3 separate regions of the Hordeum vulgare genome follow, and all the other regions are linked to region 2. A link is a contact called in public Hi-C and HiChIP or PLAC-seq data. All regions are on one chromosome and are shown on one strand. The core of a region is the stretch at or near the end of the contact, and the rest is flanking DNA. Distances in the headings are between cores, read along the strand shown.

Region 1 (3,220 bases), core at 393-2,892, 660 kb before region 2:
ATCAAATTTGAAAATTAGTTCATTGATTTTGAAAACCATTCATCAAATTTGAAAAATAGTTCACTGATTTTGAAAAAAGTTCGTCAAATTTGAAAAATAGTTCACTAATTTTGGAAAAAGTTCATCAAATTTGAAAAATAGTTCATTGTTTTTGAAAAAAAGTTTGTCAAATTTGAAAATTAGTCCACTCATTGTGAAACATTTTCTTTAATATAGAAAATTTCATGAAAATTTAAAAATTCATAGAATTTGATAAAAGGTTCATCATAATTGAAAATAAGTTCATTGATTTGAAAAAAAAAGTCACAAATTTGAAAATAAGTTCATCGATTTGGAAAAAAGTTAATCAAGTTTTAGGAAAACTCCATCAAACAAAACGAGCCATTTAAATAAAAGTCCGCCTATTGCAAACAATAAAAGAAACCGGGATGAAAATAAAGAAAACAAAAGGAAAACGAAATGGAAAACGAAAAACAAAAATAAGAAAAAGGAAAAGCAGAAAGGGGAAACAAGTAATAAAAGAGAGAACAAGTTCATTTTTATCAGATCCCATGTGGGTGGCGTGGTGGTTACACCATGTAATTTTCGCAAGGTTTGTCGCCGGTTCGAATCATGTTCAACTAAATTTGTTTTAGTCTATTAAAAATATAGAAAAGAAAGTCTAGATGGGCTGTCCCAACTCATGTGCATGTAGGCGTCGGTTTGCATAAAAGCGAAGGAACTGGTGCGTGTGGTGCTAAATAGGAAAAGCCTTTCCATGCACCTGTTCACAAACAGGTGCGTGTAGCGCAACCCTCCACTAGTACGAGATGGGCCCGCCCATCTAACGTCTATTTTACTCACTAAAACGTTTAGAAAAAGGACGCAGTGGGAGTCCGAACCAAGGACCAGTTCCTTCAGAGCGAGCGACACCCACCACTACGACATTTATGACTACCTGTTACAAACTTGTTTTCTCTGTTTTTATTTGTTCCTCCGGTCGCGGGAATCCTTCAATTTTGGAAAGATTCCACAAGCTTGCCTAACTGTTTTTACCCGATTCTCTGGTCATTTGCAGGGATGTTTTATTCAGTTTTATTTTTTCATTTTATCTTTTATTTTAATGCATGTGTTTTTTCTTTCAAATTTTTTATTTTATTCAAAATTTATGATTTTCTTTGCCGAAAAAATTAGATGAACATTTTTGAAATGTGGTGAACTCTTTTAAAAATTGACTAACTTTTTTCAAAATGAGATGAACTTTTTTCAAATTTAATGAACTTTTTTCAAAATGCGATTAATGTTTTTAAAAAATTGTTTAACTATTTCCAAATTTATTACCTTTTTCAAAATTGATGAACTTTTATCAAATTTAATAAATAAATTCAAATTTTACGATCCTTTTTTCAAATCAAGTGAACCTTTTTCCATCTTATTTTTTTTAAATTGGTGAACTGTTTGAATAAACAGTAAAACGAAATAGTAAATGTGGAGGTGCTAGACTTGAAACAGTCATAAATGGGACAAACTTGAAACAGACCCAAACAGTAAACATGCACGCGCCAAGCTAGCTAATCGAAGCTTAAGGCGCCGACTAGGGCCTCCCTTTAAACTGACGGATAAAAAAGAGACCATATGGGCCGGGCCCATATAGAAGCGCCTTCATGTGCCCGATTGCAAATGGGTGTTGATCGGTTGTGCTCCCTGAAGGCTTTTGTACTTGGTCGACCAATATAATCGACTGTGATCGCTCGTATGCATTGTCTTCTGCGCGTACGCCGGCTTAGCAAGAAAACAATATCCTTCTTTGCTGTGTTTTAGGTTTCAGCATTCACTGGTTGACCATTGAATTTTGAAAAAAATATCAAGTGACAACGTTTAGAGAAATTGAAAAGGTTCATTTTAGGAAAAAAATCATAATTTTGCAAAAAGTTGATGAACTTCAAAATATTCATTGAAAAAATTAGCGGAAGTAGAGAAAGTTAATGAATTAAAAACGATTCATAAAAAAATCATGGATTTCGAAAAAAGTCATGTAATTGTTTTATAGAAATCAATAAAAAATGCGTATTCTTAAAAAATTCATGAAATTGTGTTAAAAAATCATGAAGCCAAAGAAGTTAAAATCTAGCCATGTAGAATTCCTGAAATTATGTTAAAAATATATGAAGTTGTGTTATAAAAAATCATGAAGTTGGAGAAGTTAAAATTGTGGTAAAAATATATTCATGCGGAATTCGAGTAGATAAATGATAAAAACAAAAAGTTTGATGTGACATGTTATCCATGATGTAACCTTATGCATGTATGCTCATTGAGAAAAGATGAATCAACAAATATTAACACACCAATACTTATAGATATAAGCAGCAAAACCATTAATCTTTCAAAGTATACGATCCTCAAAGATTTATTTTACTCCTATCCATCTTATTATATTAGCAAGGTATGGCTCCATCTTTACTATATTAAATACAAATGTTAAGCACCACGCTGTTCAAGTCAAGCAATTGGATCATGCTTTTTCAATATGTATCAACTTTTTATTCTTCACGCAATACATGAGCTTGAACCATTGAACATAACATAAAGACGGAATAGAATATGGTAGTAGGTTTCAAAGGAGTAAAAGTGGAGAAGATAGTCTCACATCCACTTGGCCTATCAGCGGGCTATGGAGATGCCCGTTGATAGATATCGATGCAAGGAGTACGGATTGCCATGCAAATGATGCCCAAGAGCTATAAGTGTATGAAAGCTTCGCTGGAACTAAGTAAGGTGTGCATCCAACTTGGTTGCTCATGAAGTCCTCGGACATTTGAGGAAGCATGTCATCAGAATATACAAGCCAAGGTTATGAAAAAGTGATTCTTACTAGCATATGTACGATATAACATGAGACTCTCTATATGAAGAACAAGGTGCCACTTACAGGCACAAGTGTGGTAAAGGATAGTAGCAAAGTCCCTTCCCTCTTTTTCTCTCATTCATTTTTTCATTTTTTTCATTTTTCATTATGGTGGGCCCATTTGCCCCGCCCCATTTTTATTTCCTCACTAGGACAATGTTTTAATAATGATGATCGTCACACTTTTATTTACTTACAACTCAATACGAAAACGGATGTGACGATATGACTATGTATGAATGCCTCTGGCAGTGTACCGGGATGTGTAATGATCTAGCGTGACATGTATCAAGAATATGATGAATGGTGGCTTTTCCACAAATACTATGTCAG
Region 2 (3,269 bases), core at 624-3,123:
GGCTGCAAGCAACGAGATGGATCTGTGTCCATTTGATCGGCAGGGGAGGAGGGAGTGCATGATGCATGGACGTGCATCCAAGCTGAGTAAACACAACACTTCTGACCATGGTGGATCACATGCATTCACTCAACGCAGCGAATGGCGGGATATCGGCTGAAGATCGACTTTGATTTCCTGAGGAGTAAACTCGCCTCAAACTCAAAGAGTCAAACTAGTACGGCCACAAGATCACATGGGTGGGTGTTTGTATTACTAGCTTATTAACCACGTAAGACGTAACCCCATGTATTATCTCAAACAAAAAACAACTGTGTAAGATCTACAAGCGGAATTGATTAATGAGCCACTACGTGCCGGCCTGCAACCCCATCCATGACATCACAAAAATTGTACGGGACTCCAATGTTCAACCGCTAACTGATCCACTTAAGTGAGAAAAAGTTTGCTGCCCTACCTAAGCATTTACACCCCTACGACAGTAGTACGTACGTATGGTACACCTTTACGAAACGACCGTCTTGCTGGCCGGCTTAGGCCCAACGGCGGAGATCAACGCCGACGTCTTCTCCTGGAGGACGCGCACCACGTCCGTCATGGAGGGCCGGAGCCCGGAGCTGGCGTTGATGCACTGCAACGCAAGCGCCGCCACGGTGACGGCCTCCTCGCGATCGTACGCGTCTCCCAGCCTCCGGTCCACCACGTCGGCCACTCTGCCCTCGCTGACCACGGGCGCCACGGTGACGGCGAGCCGGCAGCCCGTGTCCGCGCAGATGGCCTCCCGGCCGGTGACGAGCTCCAGCAGCAGCACCCCGAAGCTGTAGACGTCGCTCTTCTTGGTGGCCACGCCGGAGCGGAGGAAGAGCGGGTCGACGTACCCCGGGGAGCCCATGACGTGGCGCGCCGACGCCCTGGCGGCGGCGGCGGGGAGGACCGCGGCGGAGAAGCCGGCGTGTGCGAAGCCGAAGTCGCAGAGCTTGACGTCCATGTTGGCGTCGAGCAGGACGTTGGACGCCTTGACGTCGCCGTGGATGACCGCGGGGTCCTGGCTCTCGTGGAGGTACTCCAGCGCCATCGCCACCTGGAACGCGACGGCCATCCGCCGCGCCCACGGCAGCGCCGCCCGCTTCTGCCCGCTCCGGTGGAGCCTCTCGTGAAGGTCGCCGTTGGGGGCGTACTCGAACACCAACACGCCTTCCTCTGCACCCGGGAAACAAAACAAGATCAGCTACAGAGACACTCTAACTCTAGATGGTTGACCAAGACGTGGGTGGGTGTGTGTGTACCTCGTTCGTCACAGTAGGCGAGGAGGCGGACGACGTGGGGATGGCGCAGGGACAAGAGCACGTCGAGCTCGTGGCGGAAGAGGCGGTGGAGGCGCTCGCTGCTGCGCTGCACCTTGACGGCGCCGAGGCGGGAGGAGGTGAGCGAGGCCAGGTAGACGGTGCTGAAGCCGCCCTGGCCGATCACGCGGGAGGAGAAGCCGCCGGTGACCGACTCCACCTCGGCCCAATCGAGCCGCCTCGCCCGCCCGCTCTTGCCGCTCGGCTCGGCCGAGACGCGGGGGTCATGCGCAGGGGTCTCGCGCTCGCCGCCGCGGAGGCAGTCCAACAGCCCGCACCGGGGCAACATTGCCATTGCGCGCAGCAACACACGCACGCACACGCACCGTGCGTGGAGCGCCGAGGAGCGTCGTTGATGGAGATGCCTACTGCCTACTGGAATGGAATACAGTGCTAGATCGGAAAGAGGCTGCCCTCCCGTCGCTGTTCTTGCTAGGTAGGAGCGCGTATTTTCCTCCCTGGCTGCGCTTGGGAGATGCCTGCGCCTGCGGGAGAGGGCCCGGTCAAAGAATGGCCACTGGACTCCGTTGTTATATACTCCTACTACGCGAGCTGTCAGTCGCATCCTTGGGTGGGGCTCCACTAATCATTGTGCGTAAAGAAAGGTCTAGGCATGCTTTGAGATGCGTGATATATGCCTCTGCAGTCCTGCCTGGGTACCCCTATCGGCATGTGTTTTTTTCGGCAACCCTTAAGAAAACATTCTCGAATTCCTGATTGGACTGTTGAGGGAGAGGTGGGTGCTTCATTTCGACAGGTATTTCCATCTGTCAACCAACAGTGGGCGCGCGCGCGCGCGCGCTAGATCGGACGCACGGAGCGTGACGTCCTACCGGCGGGCGGCACCAAGTGGCGGGGCCTGTTCCATTTAACAAAGCATTTCTGATGGGATCTCTCATCCCGTTCCCAGGGCAAGTGCGTTCTATACTGTACGTACAGTACGTACCAAAAGATCCCGAACGGAGATGGAGCAGTCGTGGAGCAGACAGGAGCAACGGGCCAATGGGAAATCGACTTTCGAGTTTCGACGGACGTGCTTGCTTTTACTGCGCTGCAAAAGGTACGTACCGTTGTGCGGCCGGCCAACACATGGCACTGTGAACCCACTATCCAGTATCCAGATCCTATCCTACTTGCTGCCCATTACTACTAGTTTATTACGAGAGCCTCCGTATGGCTGTCGACGGATTTACTGCGCGCCAGAGGGCCCGCCCATAGTGCGATGCAGATCCTGCTACCGTCCGTGGATTTCTGCTTTTTCACAGTGGAGCACGGCAGTATGCATTGCATCTTATTATCCTACCCAAACCCAACGACTACTGTGTTGGTTAGAAATAAACATTTCAGAGACGATTGGCATACGCGTGTATGCAGTATGAACACCGCTAGGACAAGCACATGCGGGCCCGAGCACGCGCTTCGGACGTTGACTAGGAAAGGCACAGATCCATGACTGCACAAGAGCTCCGACCCTAGGGCGACAAACTACTCGTGGTGCTTGACTTCACAGCATATTGTGTATGTCAAACGCATCATCGTCACGCCTTTGTAGTTAGGACGTGTTTGGTAGCCGTAGTTGCTGGAACCGGCCAGTGAAGCCTGCATGAACAAGGTCTGGCTGAGGTAAAAAAAACAGACACAAAACTAATATTTATATATAGTTTGGTTCTTTACATATACTTTAGGCTGCATGAGATGTCATTCTAGGCATGCCGTTTGTAGTGATGGAGCGAGCGTGTAGGCACGATGGGCCGTGGCCCATTCAGAATTTGGAGTTTTTTTAGTATGTATTAATTTTGCTCAAAAGATTATGTTGAGTATTTTTTCTTGAGGTGTGCACACCTTTCATTTCTTTCCTCGCTCCGTCGCTCGTTGTTTGATTACCCGTTTGTATGTGCAAAAACGAACAAACAACTGTTTGGTAGC
Region 3 (3,458 bases), core at 761-3,260, 580 kb before region 2:
AGAGCTACCAAAGAGGCCCTAAGAAACCTATAGTGATTCTTATGCACTAATCTAAGAATTATCTTCTGCAATCTGTTTGATAGTAGTTTAGTGATGATTTTTAGGGTGTAGTTGAGAAAAGAGATAGGTCTAAATTCAGTAGGGCTGGATGGAGAATCTGGGGTTATAAATGAATAGTTGATGCTTTGGATGTTGACACTTCCTTCATAAAAGTCTCCATTAGCTTATAGAAACCTGGAGCAATGATATCCCAATAGTTTTTGAGGAAAGCTCCATTAAAACCATTTGGGTATGGTGATTTATCAGCTGGCATCTGTTTGATCACCCTGTCATTTTTCTCTTTGGTGAAAGGAACTTCAAGATCATCCAATTCAACTAGGGGTTGCAAAAGTTGCTCTAAGAGAAGTGGATTTTGTGTTGCATTACTAGTTCCTAGTCATTCTTTGAAAGATCCATAATGATTGAAGATTTAGCATGATGTTCGTAGTGTTCATGACCTTGCTCATCCTTCTGATGGATTCGACTGAATCCTAAGTGAAGAAACCGTTCGATTGAACTATGACTTGTTACTTTTGAAGAATGTGATCTTCCAAACAATTAGGTGTGAGTTCAAAGAATCCAAGAGTAATTGTGGATCATCGACGAACACGTTTGTGAAGGTTTGAAGATCTACCTATAATGTCTCCAATGCGCCCCTAGTTTAGCATTCTTCATCTATTTTTACTTTGAGTAATTTGCATGTTGAGTGGAGAATTTGATTCTCCCTATCTTTGAGGGTTTCATGAATGCTTAGCTCGTATGCTATGCCTTGTATTTAGTGTTGTTGTATTACCGTGTTCACATGCTATATAATGTTCTAATGATTTTATTCTAGTTTTGATTGCATGCGTATCTTAGTTTTTCTTCCATCAGATTTACTTCCGTTCTGTTTACCGCATTGTTCTTTGAAGAAACAGTTTTTCAAAGAATTTCATGGAAATATGTGAGTCATCCCCTCTTTTTTATTACAAAAGGAGGATTATCCCCGGCCTCTGCATCTGTACGATGCATGCAGTCATTTTATTAATTATTCATAAAGACCTTACAAGTAATATATCAGTTTGTGCGAAGCCATCATTTTAACAACAACTGTCGCTACTCCTAACCACTTGATGAAGGGGTGCTGATAATTCGAGCCTAATTCCAAATAGACATCGCTCCAAAGCCTAACATGTAAAGCCGGTCATCCCCTCTGATCGATTAAGCATTCTTCTCCATCACAAGGACGTCACAAAAGATCATGTGGTTAATAGTGGGTTAATCCATTATCATGAGATGGTGAACATTCGTGTAATCCTCCAGCTTGTTTGGTTGACAGGTTGATCACTCGAAAACATTTATCTAATGCTTATTTCTTTTAGTTTAAAATTAATGAGTATGCTTGTGTGCATCAATGGATCAGAACAACTTTTTTTTTAAACAGAATACACATGCAAGTGCTCATATACACGTGCATACGTTCATTACTATAAGCACACACACGTACACCCTATTCCTATGAGTACCCCCGAAAGACTGATCCGGCATGCCATCTTGAAATTTACGAAGTTAACGTAGACGCCTTTTCGTCGACGGGAACGTCTTCTTTCACTGAAAGCGTATCGCTGAAAATTCTGAAATAAATCTAAAAATAAGGCAAGCACCAGGACTTAAATCCTGATGGATTAGAGACACCACGGTCCCTTTAATTATCCAACCACAGGTTGGTTTGCATGACGAGAACAATTTCATGCATTGTGCCAGCTTGTTATTGAAATAATTTTGGAATTGAGGAAACATCCATTAATTAATATTATTAGTAACTTTCCTTTTCTTATTTGCAGGTTTTAATGACGATGTATAATTTACTTCCTTATTTGTAGAAGTGTACTAAAAATCCATATTAGCCTAGCATTCGTGATAATGCTAGCTACTGGACCGTCACATTTGGTAGCACATTTCTCAATAAGATGATATTTGGATTATCGATAGTTTCCACTTTCATTCACGCCGTCACGGCGTCACACGGCACCTCGTGTCTAAACCGGACATGAGTGAACGGCACTCCACCGCTTTCTCCACTCCACTCTGGAATCATGGAACGCACCCAAGAGACAAAAGCTGTCATCACCATGACCTTCCAGCGTTAAACAAACCCCAAAACATAACAGTCCCTCGTTTTCCGGGCGCATACAGGCACGCCGCCCAATTAATTAGCACTCCGACGTAAGTAGTCCGGTGAACAGCTCACGCACCACACTGACCCCACTCGCTCAGAGCAGACCAAACCTCCAAGATTTAACGCCGCCGTCTTCAAAAGCCACCCACAGGGATCCCTCCCACCGTCTCCCTTCTCCTCGATCGATCCGAAGATGGCTTCTGCTGCCCGCGTGCTGCCACCAATGGCGCTGCTGGCGCTCTCTATCGTGCTCCAGCTCGCGGCGGCCGCGGTGTCGCCTCCCGGTCCCAGCCCCACCTTCCCGGGCGACACGGCCGCGCTGGCGTCGCTGAAATCCGCCGTGGACGCGGCCACTATCCCGTCCTACTCCTGCCTCGCCTCCTGGGACTTCGCCCGCGACCCCTGCACCGCCTTCACCTGCGGCGTCCACTGCTACACGCCCCCCAACTCGTCTCACCAACGCGTCGCCGGCGTCTCCCTCGACCCCGCGGGGTACTCCGGCACGCTCCCGGCGCCCGTCTTCGCCTCGCTCCCTTTCCTCGACACGCTGTCCCTCCGCGGCAACCGCTTCCACGGCTCGCTACCGGCGGGAGTGGCGCTGCCTCCGAGCCTCCGCATCCTCGTCCTCTCCGGCAACGCCTTCTCCGGCGACATACCGGCGTCCCTCTTCACCCCGGCCTCGTCGCTCCACGAGCTCGACCTCTCCCGCAACGCGTTCACCGGCGGGATACCGCCTCAGATCGCGTCCTTGGGCGCCCTGACGCGGATGGAGCTGCAGCACAACCGCCTCACCGGGAGCCTGCCGTTGATGGGCAAGATGCGTTCGCTCGTCCACTTCGACGTCAGCGACAACAAGCTGTCCGGCCCGCTGCTGGACGCGCCCGGGCGGCTGCCTCCGACGGTCGTGTCCGTCGTGGCGCGTGACAACAGGCTCTCCGGGCCGTTCCAAGCCGCGGCCTTCCATGCTCTCCCTGAGATGCAGGTGCTCGACCTCACAAACAATGCGGTTACCGGCGCGGTCCCCGGCGCCGCGTTCGAGCACCCGGCGCTGGGGCAGCTGCGGCTGGGATCCAACCAGCTCGGGACGGTCGAGGAGGCGTCGGACGGCGGCGCGTCGAGCCAGCTGCTGGAGGTGGACCTCAGCGGCAACAGAATCACCGGGCGGCTGCCCAGGTGTCTCGCGGCGATTCCGCGTCTCAGGACGGTGGGGCTCGACCGGAACCGGTTCGACGGAGGCGTGCCGAAGCAGTACGCCGTGCGG

Evidence for each region. A called contact is a pair of places that touch in the nucleus more often than the background predicts. HiChIP or PLAC-seq counts read pairs in DNA pulled down with a chosen protein or histone mark.
Region 1: a contact with region 2 is called in a Hi-C map of leaf, with 9 times the contacts expected there. The contact joins the enhancer-like site here to the promoter of LOC123402388 in region 2. A contact is called at or near these places in 3 of 6 Hi-C or Micro-C datasets (leaf and seedling).
Region 3: an H3K4me3 HiChIP or PLAC-seq map of embryo shows a contact between it and region 2, with 9 times the contacts expected there. The contact joins the promoter of LOC123401776 here to the promoter of LOC123402388 in region 2. A contact is called at or near these places in 1 of 6 Hi-C or Micro-C datasets (seedling) and 1 of 1 datasets of contacts at active chromatin or transcription factors (embryo).

What each region holds. Positions count from the first base shown.
Region 1 is chr6H:400,306,084-400,309,303 of MorexV3_pseudomolecules_assembly, forward strand. No RefSeq gene overlaps it. Among protein-coding and RNA genes, the nearest start is that of LOC123401776, 82 kb to the right of the region's middle. Within about 2 kb of position 1,643, at least 3 of the 3 cell types and tissues checked have open chromatin away from gene starts, as enhancers often do. A contact at or near this core is called in leaf and seedling, where this site is marked.
Region 2 is chr6H:400,963,234-400,966,502 of MorexV3_pseudomolecules_assembly, forward strand. LOC123402388 (salt tolerance receptor-like cytoplasmic kinase 1) reads right to left here and starts at 1,874. Exons shown (of 2, transcript XM_045096301.1): 1 at 1,287-1,874; 2 at 409-1,200. The coding sequence starts at 1,638. The coding sequence ends at 506.
Region 3 is chr6H:400,388,093-400,391,550 of MorexV3_pseudomolecules_assembly, forward strand. LOC123401776 (probable inactive leucine-rich repeat receptor kinase XIAO) reads left to right here and starts at 2,011. Exons shown (of 1, transcript XM_045095629.1): 1 at 2,011-3,458. The coding sequence starts at 2,391.